2 separate regions of the Sus scrofa genome follow, and region 1 is linked to region 2. A link is a contact called in public HiChIP or PLAC-seq data. All regions are on one chromosome and are shown on one strand. Each heading gives the region's core, a stretch centred on a gene start, on an enhancer-like site or on the middle of the called end of the contact. The rest is flanking DNA. Distances are from core to core; before and after follow the strand shown.

Region 1 (6,517 bases), core at 1,457-3,956, 150 kb after region 2:
TCCTTCATGACTGAAGATATAAGGCAGGTCAGTTTACCTCTTTGCACTGCCTCCTCCCTTCCCAGGGTAGGTAGCACTGGGTACTGGTTTCCATTTTTTTCCCCTTTCAGCAGTAGTCCCTTTTCTTTTTCTTTTTTTCCAAATGAAACATATATGAAAGCCCAAAATACAAAGCAGGTGAAAGAGGGATTGTCTAAGGCTGCCTTTGAAGTGTCTTTACAGAACCCTGGGATTCCTGGCTCATCCTATGACCTGTGACATTGTAAGAAGGGGCAGGATTGATAAGCACCTCCACGCAACTCTAAACTTTGGAGTGAGGGCCCAGAAGAACACCTGCATGGTAGGAGGTGGTATCCACAAGCATTCATTAAGTGAACCTGGATGTGAACCTGAAGGCCCCCCTTTGCAAAAACAGGTGGAGGAAAACATTTCATTGCGAACTTCTGAGGGTAATGGTTAAGCTGCATACTTGGCGTTCTCTCACACTCAAAAAAACTCAACCCCATGCGATGTTATTTCAAATCTACCTCTCCAGATTGTTGGAGAGGATTAAATGAATTGACTCTGCTGTGTCCCAGTTGCAAAAGAGGCAGTTTTGAAATGTGCGGTCCCCCAAGCTGTAAAATACCAAGCTATTTGTCCTAATGACACAGCAGACTCTGAACTCAAGAATTCCGCAGGAATATCACACCACTGCAAATTACTAGGTGGTGCTGAGTCTTTGAAAAAAATGAAATAGAAACAAAAGCATTGCTCTGTTTTTGAGATGCACATTTGATATGAGCTAATCAAATAGCTTTTGAGATTATTTTCCTGGAGGCAGAATTATTCTGCATAGTTAGCCCTTCAGTTTCCCCCCTTTCTTGTATCTATGTATGTATAAACACAAGGCCCATATAGTAGACTTTTTTCTCTCTCACTGAAGTTTCTGAAGACAAGGCCTTTTTGTCACGGATAAGTACAGGGCCAGTCAACCTTACAAAAGGAGTCATTTAATGCTCAATTTCTCCAACGTTCCTATGATTAAAAACTTCTAACCTCAAATGCTGTTATTGTGTTCTGGATTGTTTTCTTTCGCCCTCCCCCTAACAAATGTTTAAATTGTCTCTACTCTGGAGGATCGGCTTTTTTTCCAATCTGACCTTGAAAGCAGAGACTCTCTCCTTAAGAAACGCTCTCCTAAACTATTTTCAAGGCAAGGCCCTCTGACCTTTTTACAACACTCTTCTTGTCTGACACACCAAACGCTAATCTGAAAGCCAAGAGGAGGTAAAGGGTCTGAGGGGTTGGGAAGGGGAGGGAGGGAGGTACTATATATTTGGCATCAGTTCAGAAATTCAGAAAATGTTTGTGCAACCACTCCCCCAGCCAGGATCCACCGCACCCCCTGCCTTCCAGCACATTAATAAAAAAAGATGTGAGCTGATGAAACTGGAGAAGCCGGGAGGGACACCTAAGGCGGTCATAATTATGTACCCAGAGAAGCCCAGTGAACACCATCCCACAGGTCCAGTCCTCACCCCTCCTCTCCCACATCCAAAGTTGGGGATCGGGATCTCTCCAGCCCCCACCCCAGGCCCCCAGGGGTAGCCGCTTAAACTTGCAGCAGCACCGCCCATTAACGGCTTGTGTGACACAAACGGAAGGACTGACACAACCTCTACACGTCGGGGTGGCAGCGCTATGCACCTCAAGAATTGTGTATATTCTTCAAAAAGAAAAAAAAGTAGAAGGAGCGCACAAGCCTGGAATACATTAACTTGTGAATTGAATGTAACACACCCTCGGAGAGTCCCTCTTTCTCTCAAACAAAAAGAAGGGGGGAGGGGGGTAGGCGAAGGCACTTTACCATCCTGTCCTGAGCTTTCCAGATACTCCGTGAGGTCACAGCCAAAGGCGCTGGCGGCTCCCTTTCGTTTCAGCTTCTGCTTGGCACCCTTGTTCTTCATGAGTTAGTCCCAAAGAGGTTGCCCTCCGTCTCCCCCTCCCCTCTGCTTGGCACCGCGCCGACGGTGGTCTCCGGGGTGGGGGTTAGATCAGTGGCTGCGGCGCGGCGCTGTGGGGCCGCATGGGCGTCGGGAAGAGTTTGGGCCCGGGACAGAGCGCATGGAGCCCGCGGGGCGCTGAGCCCGGCGCGGGCGCGGAGCCTGAAATCCACCGCGCGCTCCTCCAGGGCCGCGGTGCCGCAGGCCGTGCGGAGCTGGCAGCGGCGGGCCGGCTCGCTGGGAGTGTCACTTCCTCACTTGGAGTCCCAGGGACTTTCACAGGTTCCCGCGGTGTCTTCGGTTGTCTTCCTCCTCTTTGGAGGGAGGGCGAGCTCTCCGGTCCGTCTTCTCGAAGCCCGGGAGTGGCCGAGGGCGCGGGGAAGCCGGCGGCGGGCGCGGAGACGGCCCGGGGACTGCGTGGGTCCTCTGCCCGGCGCGCGCTGTCTTGCCTTCAGACGGCTTTGGTAGAACGAAAAACAAGCATCCTGTCTCTCTCGCCCGCCCTCACGCCTTCCTTTTTTTCCTGTCTTACAAATCCTAGGATCATCCAGCTCAGGAAATGCTGGAAGGAAGTTAGCTAGGGAGGGGGGCGGAGGGTGGAAATTTTTGGCAGCTCTGTGCTCATGTGTGTATGGAGCCGGAGGAAGTAGGTGGGTGGGTTGAGGAGTACGGGGTTGGGGAGAGAACGCGCTCTTCGCAGAGCTGCTCGGCGACTCTAGAGATAACTGGCCCGCCCGGGAGGAAATCGCCGCTCTCCTAGGAGCACCCACAGCCCGAGCCACCCGCTTCCTGCCCCATCGACGGCTCTTTGAAGACGGCGGGAGGAGGCGCGCTGGCACTCTGGATGGAGGGGGCTAGGTGGGACTGAAAAAAAAAGTCCTCCCTTGTATTTTATCTTCATTGTCATCATCTCTTTGACAATTTCTATTTCGGTGCCTGTCTGCTCCTACACAAACACTTAAAGAGTAATGACAGAAACAAAGACAGGGATTCCAACGGAGAAACCTAACGGGGAGCAGTTTTCGCCAACCACTCCCATTCTACTGTCCCGCGCCCCAGTACCCCCAACCCAGCTAAGTCCCCTCCAAAGCTGAGGGAGGGATGGAGGCTGCCACTTTTTAACCACTGCCCTGGAAATCAGATTTCTGATTAGAGATTCAAGTTACACACACACACACACACACACACACACACACACACACACACACACACAGAGGCATTACTACAAAGTTTGCTAAATGGAAGTGATGCGGGGGGTGGGAGTGAGGGGACCAGGACTTAAGGTGACTCTGATATTCTAACATAATCTGAAGAAAGCAGTCTCTCAGGTTATTTCATAATTTGTCTCAAGTTTTCAGGAGGGCATGTTTTTTCTCCAGTTAGATTTGAAATTCTTTGACTTCTGTGTACTCAGCACACAGTAAGCACTCAAATTCTGGTGATTTCACCATTTGAGGATTAGATTAAACTTCCTGTATAAATTCAAATCCATATATAGGCTTAAAGGGTAGAGACAGTCATAGAGCTCAGAATGCTGGAAAAAGCTTTAAGTATAGTATTTTAGTTACTGAATCCTGTCACAGTCTCTTATCTCCCTATGTATCACCAAGACAGTGTATGAACTTTGACCCTTGACCTTCTCTCTTTGTGAGTACTCACAATTGATAGCCTGCCTGCTGAATCTGGCTCACAGATGTGTTTGGTTTGTTTGCCATTTTAAATATTAAAAAAAAAATTTTTGCCTTTTTAGGGCCGCACCCATGGCATATGGAGGTTCCCAGGCTATGGGTCTAGGTGTCAAATCAGAGCTGTAGTCTCTGGCCTATGCTACAGCCACAGCAATGCCAGATCCAAGCTGTGTCTGTGACCTACATCACAGCTCACTCATGGCAATGCTGGATCCCCTCCCCACAGAGTGAGGCCAGGGATCAAACTTGTGTCCTCATGTCCTCATGGATCCTAGTCAGATTTGTTTCCACTGAGCCACGATGGGAACTCCTTAAATATTTAAGTATTAAATATTTAAAATTTTAAAATTAACTGCCAACATTAAAGAGTTAACATTTTTAACTTAAAAGATCTGGATTTCTAGCTTCTCTTACAAAAATAGACGATGTGGTGACACCGAAAGTGCATTTCCACGTGTCAAGGGCCTCTGATGCTGAGTTGTAGAAGCTCCATGGAGGTACCACCCTCTTTAGAGAGATGAGTCCTCCAGTTTTGCAGCTCCACTTCCTGTTTTCCCTCCTTCCCTCCTTCCCTGCCTGGCCTTTGGAGCCACTGGAGTTTTCGGCCCAAGCTGTGTATGGTCTCTCCTTCCTTCTATTTGCCATCTGTCTCTTAGTGACACCAGCATTGCCCTAGTCATCTTGGCGAGACATCTTCAAGTAACCACTGACTCATTTCTCTCTTTCCGCCCCCACCCCCAGCCTAGTTCTGCCTGGCCAGACGGATGAGTCCTTCAAAATGCCTCTCTGCTGGGCTTCTTCCTTCCAGGCCCATTCAGTGAGGACCATTCACTCCTGAATTATTAGAATAACTCCTAGTGGGGTTTGGTAAGTCCAGTCTTTTCCCACTTCATCCTATGCCCTAAAGGCCTGTTGAATCTTCCTAAAGTATCGCTGTTGTTATGTGCCTGCTTTGCTCAAAATCCTGTCAATGACTCCCTGTTTCCTACTGCCAGGACAGCAGTTTCTAAGCATCTTAAAAGCTACTTGGGGACCATTTGGTAGGGTATTTCATATAATGGCTTGTTCCGTCCTTTATTTATAGAGAAGCATCTCCATATGAGATTATAATTATTACTATTAACTCTTGCTTAGGAGTTTACTGTAGCAAAGACTTTCGTATTCATTATTTCATCTGACCTACAATGGATTTCATCATTTTGGCAGCAAAGGAGAGAGGCTGAAGGGTTGCTCTTTTCCTGGGTCCAGGCCCCCAGGCACAAATTATGGATAAGTTGTCAAGCACTGTGAATTACCTTTCTAAAGGTTTAAAAAACATTCTTTTAACTATTTATGTTGAAATAATTTCAGCTTATAAAAATTTTACCAGAAAAATAAAAAAATTTAAAAGAAGAAAAAAAAATTTGCAGGAAAATAATCAGAATTCCCATATACCCTTCAACCAGCTTTCCCAAGTATTAATGTCTTATATAACCAGAGTACAATTATCGAAAGTAGGACATTTATATTAATACAATAATACTAACTAATCATCAGACTTTATTCAAATACTATTTTTTAATTATATAACATTTTATTAAATATGGTATTTCTCACAAGTTGACCAGCTAAAAAACAGTAACTCACAACTATTTCTCAACACACTTCACATTATAACCTTAGCTATGAACCAGATCCCCTTAATCACCATCAAACCCAGCAAGTGTAGGCTGTCACAAAACAGGACTGCCCAGATGAACTATAAAGCTAGTGAGTGACTCAGCCTGAAGATTCTTCTATGCTTTACCAAGAATTCCCCAAAGGGACTCCACAATCATAGAATTTTTATTCTGGAACAGCCCGAGACCTTTCCACTCCTGCTTCATGATAAGCTGGATTCAAGTTGTTTAGGGTTCAGGGGCAAGGTAATACTGAACAGTGGACAAGGTGACCATTATGCCTGGGCTGATTGAACACACCTTATTTGAAATGTGTATGTTGTGGTTCTTTGTCTCTGCTTGATAGTTCTCAATGATCTCCTCATCGTGGGAAGAACTCACAGTTTATCAAGCTAGATAACGAAGCCCTATGGGAATAGCCTGACCCAGGGAGCTAGAAAGTGAGTCTCTCCCCAAATGCTCCCTGCCCCCTCGCATCGCTGAGTAAACCCTGTGATAGGTGCTGAATTTAAATCTTATTCTAGACACCATCTTGGTTTTTTGATTTTTTGGTTTGTTTCTGGTTTTTTTTTGGCCGCACCTGCAGCATGTGGACGTTCCAAGGATTGAACCCACGCCACACCAGCAACTGGAGCAGTGACACCACCGGATCCTTGACCTGCTGTACCACAAAAGAACTCATATATATGCTCTTTCTATTTTTCTTTATCTTCCCATTTTTCTTTTTCTCATTGCTTACTCTAAAATGTATACCTTTTCCTGGGTCTCTGGCAGGAAGTCAGGTTTGGGTTCCAATAGGTTTTTCCGTTGGGCTGAGGATTGCCCAGGAAGCAGGTTACATGGAGATGGTGTAGGAATGTCAACAGAAGGACTAATTAAGCTATTTGGTGATAACATAAATTATGTCTTTAGCAGATTATGATGGTACAAAAAGAACTTCACTCCCATGGAGCTCCTACAGAAGGGTTCTGTCCTTGCCTGTGATTTATCTTCAGTTGGTGAAGACTGATGCTTGTCAACGTGGGCCATCTGCTTCCTTTAGTCATGAAGGCTGGTAGCAATCTACTCTGCTATAAATAAACAGACTTGGGAGATTTTAATGTCACCTATGATTTAGCCTTTTCTTCCACCCAATTTGCCCCTAAGACTAGAGATTAGAAATCAGCATTTATTTTTTATTTTGCTT
Region 2 (6,696 bases), core at 2,201-4,700:
GGCTTTGATATAGAACAGAGGTTGGCAAGAAAAATTCCCAGGCAAGGAGAAGAGCTTATCTTTCTTTTGTAGTCCTTCCGAAACATGAGGGAGGGTTCACTTGTGAATTCCTTTAATCAGATTCCCTATAAGAAACAGTATCAAGTTAAGCCCATATGAAATAAGGTCAAAAAATAGACCTTATAATTCTTACCTTGAAGGGAACATGCAGTCACTTTCTCGGTATAATCTGTTCTTAATGATCTGATAGTGGGTCCCTAGTTTCCGTCTGACTACCTCCGCCATCATCTTCCTGGAGATACCTCCTCGGAAAGGAGTCAGATCTTCTTCTATGACACTGGGAAAGAATGGGAATTGTCAACGAAAGCAGGCCCAGAGACTCTGCTTCCTACCCATGGGTTTAGGATTGGTATTAGAGAACACAGTAAGCTAAGGGAAAGAAGAGAGTGCGAGAACGAGCAACTTCTCCCCAGACAAGCGTCACAGGTGATCTAAAATACCAACAACAACAAAGCCACAAAAAAGAAAAAGCAAGAAAATATCTCTTCCAGAGTTCCCATCATGGTGCAGCGGTTAACAAATCTGACTAGGAACCATGAGGTTGTGGGTACAATCCCTGGCCTCGCTCAGTGGGTTAAGGATCCAGCGTAGCTGTGAGCTGTGCTGTAGGTCACAGGCGTGACTTGGATCTGGTGTTGCTGTGGCTGTGGCGAAAGCTGGCAGCTACAGCTTCGATTAGACCCCTAGCCTGGGAACCTCCATATGCTGTAGGAGCGGCCCCAGAAAAGGCAAAAAGACCAAAAAAAAAAAAGAAAGAAAGAAAGAAAGAAAAAAAAAAATCTCTTCCTCCTTCCATGCCCCTCCCTTGCCTGATGCATACTCTACCTTCACTACTCATGCCATACCCATATCCTCCCAGTCACTGCAGTCCCACTGACCTCCTCTCTTCTGAACCCCACAGAAGGTATGGTCTATGCCTTATAGTCTGACACTCTGATTCCCATATTCTAGACTGTTTGGCTCCTACCACCCCCACATCCTCCAGCATTATGTACAACTAACAGGAGTAATCAGAAAGTACACTCTTTTGTATCCCTTTTAAAGTTCAGTACATAATAAGTTTTCAGCAAGTATACATATCAGGTGAATTTTTTGAGGAATCAGAGGGAGGGCTTAAAGGGCCCTGTTATTTAGCTGATGAAAAATCTGACACCTAGAGGAGTTAAGTGGTTTGGATCTGGTGCTGGGATCTGGGACTAGTACCCAAGGCTGATTTTAAAGGAATCTGTTTACCACACCACACTCCAGCTCTAATTTACATACCTTAAAAACAGCCATAGGTGGGGAGGGAGTGGGGTGGATTGGGGTTAATAGATGCAAACTATTGCCTTTGGAATGGATTAGCGATGAGATCCTGCTGTGTAGCACTGGGAACTATGTCTAGTCACTTATGATGGCGCATGACAATGTGAGAAAAAAGAATGTATATATGTATGTGTAGTTGGGTCATCATGCTGTACAGAAAAAAAAATTGTATTGGGGAAATAAAAAATGTAAAAAAATAAGAAGACAACACTTACTGTAACAATAAAAGTATTAATTTTTTTTTTTTTTTTTTTTGTCTTTTTGCTATTTCTTTGGGCAGCTCCCACGGCATATGGCGGTTCCCAGGCTAGGGGTCAAATCGGAGCTGTAGCCACCTGCCTACACCAGAGCCACAGCACGCGCAGGATCCGAGCCGAGTCTGCAACCTACACCACAGCTCAAGACAACGCCGGATCGTTGTTAACCCACTGAGCAAGGGCAGGGACCGAACCCTCAACCTCATGGTTCCTAGTCGGATTCGTTAACCACTGTGCCACGACGGGCACTCCTAATTTTAAGGTACATTTTGATTTCTGGAGGGAATATTAAAAAAACTAGTAACAATGGTTACCTCCAGGGCAAGTAAATAGCGTGAGCCAGGAGTTGGAGAAAACTTACTTTTCACTTTTGTAAATGCCCTTTTGAACTTTATAAATTTTATACCATGTATATATATGAAAAAATATACAGCCAACAGGAAACATACGATTTGATTCATTCAAATATACATTCATTCCTTCAACAATATTTAGTTAAGTACTTACTGAGAGCCAGCACCAGGAATACAGCAGTGAATATAAGACAGAGGCCTTGACCTCAAGAAGCTTTTGGTTCAGTGGGGAAGGCAGACAAATACATGTGCTAACTCCTACAGGAAGTTAACAAGCAATGCTAAGACCACTTTGGCCTTTCCCATCCCAGGGCATTTTTATTCCCTAGAAATGTGAAAACCACCTCAGGGACCCTCAAAACATCTGTCTGCTCTCAAAGCATGCTTGGCTCTCTGACAGCAACTAAGGTCTTTCTGGGATCTTAGGGCATTTCCTCCTGACAAGATCTAAATACTCTAAAACACATCAAAGAAAAGAACTCACCCATGGTAGCAGCTGCAGTTTTGACTTGAACATGGTTCATAATTTTCCAAAGCTCTGTTAATTTGGTCAATAAGTACTTTCCATTTCGAACCTTCAAAAAGTGAAGTAAATGAAGGTTAACAAAACATCCCTGAGCATTCTTATTCACTTGCGGCACACAGGCAGAACCAAAAGAAGGCCCAAACTTGTAGACACCCCTTTTCCATCCCACTGGTGAAATGAACCTCCAGGAAGGATTCATTCTATAGCTCTCCAGCACTCAGGTCAGGTCTGCTCCTCTACTCAGGCTGCCAGGTATACAAGAAATGGGAAAATTTCCAAGCTTAATTCTTGGCACCTAGGTTATGGATAAGCTGGTGACATGGATTCTCACCTTTTACTAATCAAACTGAGCCTCATAAAGGGGGTTGATTAAAAGCCGCAGGCATTAACCCTCCCTTCGAACACACACACACAAGTTATCCCCCAACGTGTGTTAGGGAGCTACAAGGTAGCCCAGCGTGGGACACACTCGCTGTGGAGGAACAGGGGCATACCCTCTCCTCCCAACTATCACTCCGAATTCCAGAGGATGGGTTACTCTCCAGGGTCCTGGGCAGAAGCCGCGCTAGACACCCAGACGCAATCTCTCTCCGCTCTGAGGCGCCCGGGTGCTCCCTGCCCAGCTCTGCGCCACCGCGACCACAGCAGAAGCCGGGCGCCAGCCGCACCGGGAGCGAGGGGAGCGGGAGAGCGCTTGGCACCGGGCCAGACCCTGAGCCCCAGCGGCGGGCTCGGCGCCGCCCAGAGCGCACCTGACTCCTTTTGGCGGCCCGGCACCGGGAGCAGGAGGAGCAACAGCAGCCACAACCGAAGATGTGAGAGCGCCCACCGCTCCATCGCCAGCCGACCCACTGCGGAGGCCCCGCCGCTGCGCCGGCGGAAGCGCAGCCCCGCACAAAGATGGCCGTGGAGCCGCACCACGTGGGTGGAGAGCCGCCCAACGCAGAGGCTGCTGCTCGCTGCTCAGCCTCCGGGTACCGGTTCCCTGCGAAGGCGGAGCGGGGAAGCTGGGCCCTCCCCGGGGAGTTAACCAACGCCTAGTGCGGTGCGGCGGGACGCGATTTTTCTACTCGTCTGTTGAAAGCCGAGCTTTATATGTTCAGAGCTGCATCTTTGCGAATAGAGTGAAATCCTCTCCCCGACCCTCCGCCCCAGCTCGCTCGCCCTCAGATAAAATCGGATCCTAGGAGCGAATGAATAAATGGTACGCCCCTCCTCCCCGGTAAAATGTCTAATATTTGTTCGTTACATTTTATAACATCTTGAACACAGTCTCACAGCCCCAAAACTGAAGGTCAGAGAGGATACCATTTTCCGCCCACAGATCCGCCTTTAAGTGGCAAAATTTAGGCTAGAAGTTCCTTCCACAACCTCAAACTGGTTCTTATTAAATAGTATAGATTTGTTGAACCCCTGAATGTCTACAGCACTGTTAGAGCCCAAAAGGTTGCAGACAATATATAGCACACATCTCTTTGTAATAACTATTTATAAGTGTTTGGGTGACTTGGAAAAACAAAACAAAACAATGGGCAACATACCATACAGTGTATGTATATAGCTCTATATGGTATATAAAGAAAAGCGTAGATATATATATATATACAGTGATCATACAAATAGAAGTATGTATCCATTGTGTAAAATGTGCATAGTGACACTCTAGGCTCTGTGGAAAAACGTGGAAGTACAAGATGAGATCTGTGCCCCGAAGTTTAGAACTAGCCAGAAGAAAAATATGACTTCCCCAGAGATAATTTACAACTTAAGGCAGTATCTAAATGCTACTGGTTTCAGCAGACGGAAAGATCAATTTGAACTGGAATACTGAAGAAAGGGGGCAGGAAGGGTGCATTCCAGGCTGAAGAAAAGGAGAATGCTGGAGATGCTGAAAAAGGGGAGCAGCCATAATTTGCACATGGGAGTAGAACCTAGGCTGATGGTAGTGGAGGATTTAGGATACATCTTAAGGAACGTTGGAAGGTAAAATAATGTTGATTAGCTAGGAATGGGCTATGTAACTCATTCTGCATGAGTAAGCAAGAGAAGAAAATGAATCATTAACACTGCATCTTAAAAGGCTTCTTCAGGAATCCAAATGAAACTTAAATCAATTTTTTCTACTTCCAGGAAGGTGTACAGTAGTTCAAATGAATGTTTCATCAAAAGCACATAAGACTGTGTACTACATAGATTAAACACAATAACCTTTACTTTCAAAGTTACTTTAAAATGAATATACTGGAGAACAATTATAAAAACCCCAATAAAATAGCTTATTTCCATAATTATTGCTTTCTGTGATCAGAACAAAACAGAAATCATTTTGTGTTATAATGTCTTTGAAATGAAAATAAATCAGTGTTTTCTGCAAATTTACAATGTTTATCTTTGCAGTGAGAGATTGGGAGGTAAGTGAGCCCTATACACAGAAGGAATAAGCTGCACCTGAATCTAAACAATACTTGTTTCATTTCCTTAAGAGGTGAGGTGTTTTACTCCAGTGGTTCCTATATGTGAATGGGTGCTAGAATTCTTCTGGGACTTAAGAAACCCACAGATTTCTAGGTCCTAGGCCAGCCACTAATTTAAAATGCAAACAGTATAGTTTAAAAGACCCTCCATGTTCAAGCTTCTGTTTGTCTCTTCAAATTCATTTCATACTGTGATCTAACTGTACAGCTTTGCATTGTTTCTCACACATGCCAAGCTCTAGCCTACCTTAGAATCTCTGCATAAGTTTTGTTTTCTATGAAGATTACTTTTCTCTCCCATCTTGGCATTTCTGGTTCCTTCCCCATATTCAGGTTTTTTCTGGAATGTCATTTCCTCAGACAGATTCCCTTCAAAATAGCACCTTTATTTTTCACCTTATCCCTTTATCTCCTTCATAATACTTACAACCTGTAATTATTTCATTGATATTAAATACATGTTTCTTTCATTAGAATATAAACCCCAGGAGGACAGGGACATATCTGCTGTCTTACTCATTAATACAATGCCTGGTACACAGTAGGCACTAAATAAATAATTGCTCAATGAAAGATGAATGCTGGTGAACCAAGAGAAAATCAACAGAGTTTCAATGTAGCAAGCTAGCAAGGAATTAACAGAGCAAATATGAAAAGAAATGTACCATAAGCCTACAGGTGAATACAATGAAAATATATGGTGATCTATGTTGCATGAATTAAAGTATAAGAATGCTTGGGGCATAGTTCCTGTAGTCGTGGCACAGCAGAAAGGAATCCAACTAGGAACCAAGAGGTCTGGAGTTGCCATGAGCTGTGGTGTAGGTTGCAGAGAAGGCTCCGATTTCTAGTTGCTATGGCTGTGGCGTAGACCTGCAGCTCTAGCTCTGATTGGGCCCCTAGCCTGGGAACCTCCATATGTCAGGGATGTGGCCTTAAAAAAAAAAAAAAAAAAAAAAAATACACGGGGGAAAAAGAATATTTAGAAATATCACTAGCTTTAGTTTTGATATTGGTTATTCTGGCTCTAAAATTTGGTTCTGTCATTGATTAGCTGGGTTATATTAACTGGGTATCAGCAAATTATTTTTTCTTACTTTTAGTTTTCTCTATAAAATAATACCAAAACGTTAAGAGATTTAAATGAAATATGTAAAGCTACCAGTCTAGTGTCTGGCACCAAACAAATCTCTCAGTGAAGGTTAACTAATCATATACTGGACATAAAGGGCTTTCCCTATGTGCTTAAAATCTGCAGAGCAAGATTCAAGTGCTCCTCTTGACACTCTTACTCTTCTTCTAACATCAGATTACTGACAGTTTCTGAATTCCGCATGATGTCCCTCACTTTCTTACCTTTTTAATCTGCCACTTCCTTTACTAAATTATTCTCCCATAAACTGCCTATTCATTCTTGCAGTCTTGGCTTTAAACCCCAAGCTCTGTGAAGATTTTCTTGGTATTGGGAGCACTATATTCCAGAGATTATTACCCTGTCTTGCATGCCATCTCTGAACCTTGGGTGTACTTTTAAAGTTGCATTTATTATGATAAATTTTAACTACTGTGTTTTCCTGGTGTCTTGTTTTTTCCACTAGACTGTGAACTCTTTGTGATCTTCACTTTTGTAACTCCAGCATCTAGCCCTTTTTTTAACATAAAATACGCGCACGGTTGGTTGCTGAAGCACGACTTGGCGTCTTCGGCTCCTTTACTTTAGC

Evidence for each region. HiChIP or PLAC-seq counts read pairs in DNA pulled down with a chosen protein or histone mark.
Region 1: a contact with region 2 is called in an H3K27ac HiChIP or PLAC-seq map of skeletal muscle. The contact joins the promoter of ARHGAP31 here to the promoter of POGLUT1 in region 2. A contact is called at or near these places in 1 of 5 promoter capture datasets (fetal skeletal muscle), 5 of 47 Hi-C or Micro-C datasets (embryonic fibroblasts, fetal heart ventricle, liver and 2 more) and 2 of 2 datasets of contacts at active chromatin or transcription factors (alveolar macrophages and skeletal muscle).

Annotation. Positions count from the first base shown.
Region 1 is chr13:140,945,798-140,952,314 of Sscrofa11.1, forward strand. It overlaps ARHGAP31 (rho GTPase-activating protein 31), which reads right to left and starts at 2,707. Exons shown (of 12, transcript XM_021070330.1): 1 at 1,850-2,707. The coding sequence starts at 1,949.
Region 2 is chr13:140,790,195-140,796,890 of Sscrofa11.1, forward strand. It overlaps POGLUT1 (protein O-glucosyltransferase 1), which reads right to left and starts at 3,451. Exons shown (of 11, transcript XM_021070325.1): 1 at 3,254-3,451; 2 at 2,460-2,550; 3 at 194-337. The coding sequence starts at 3,338.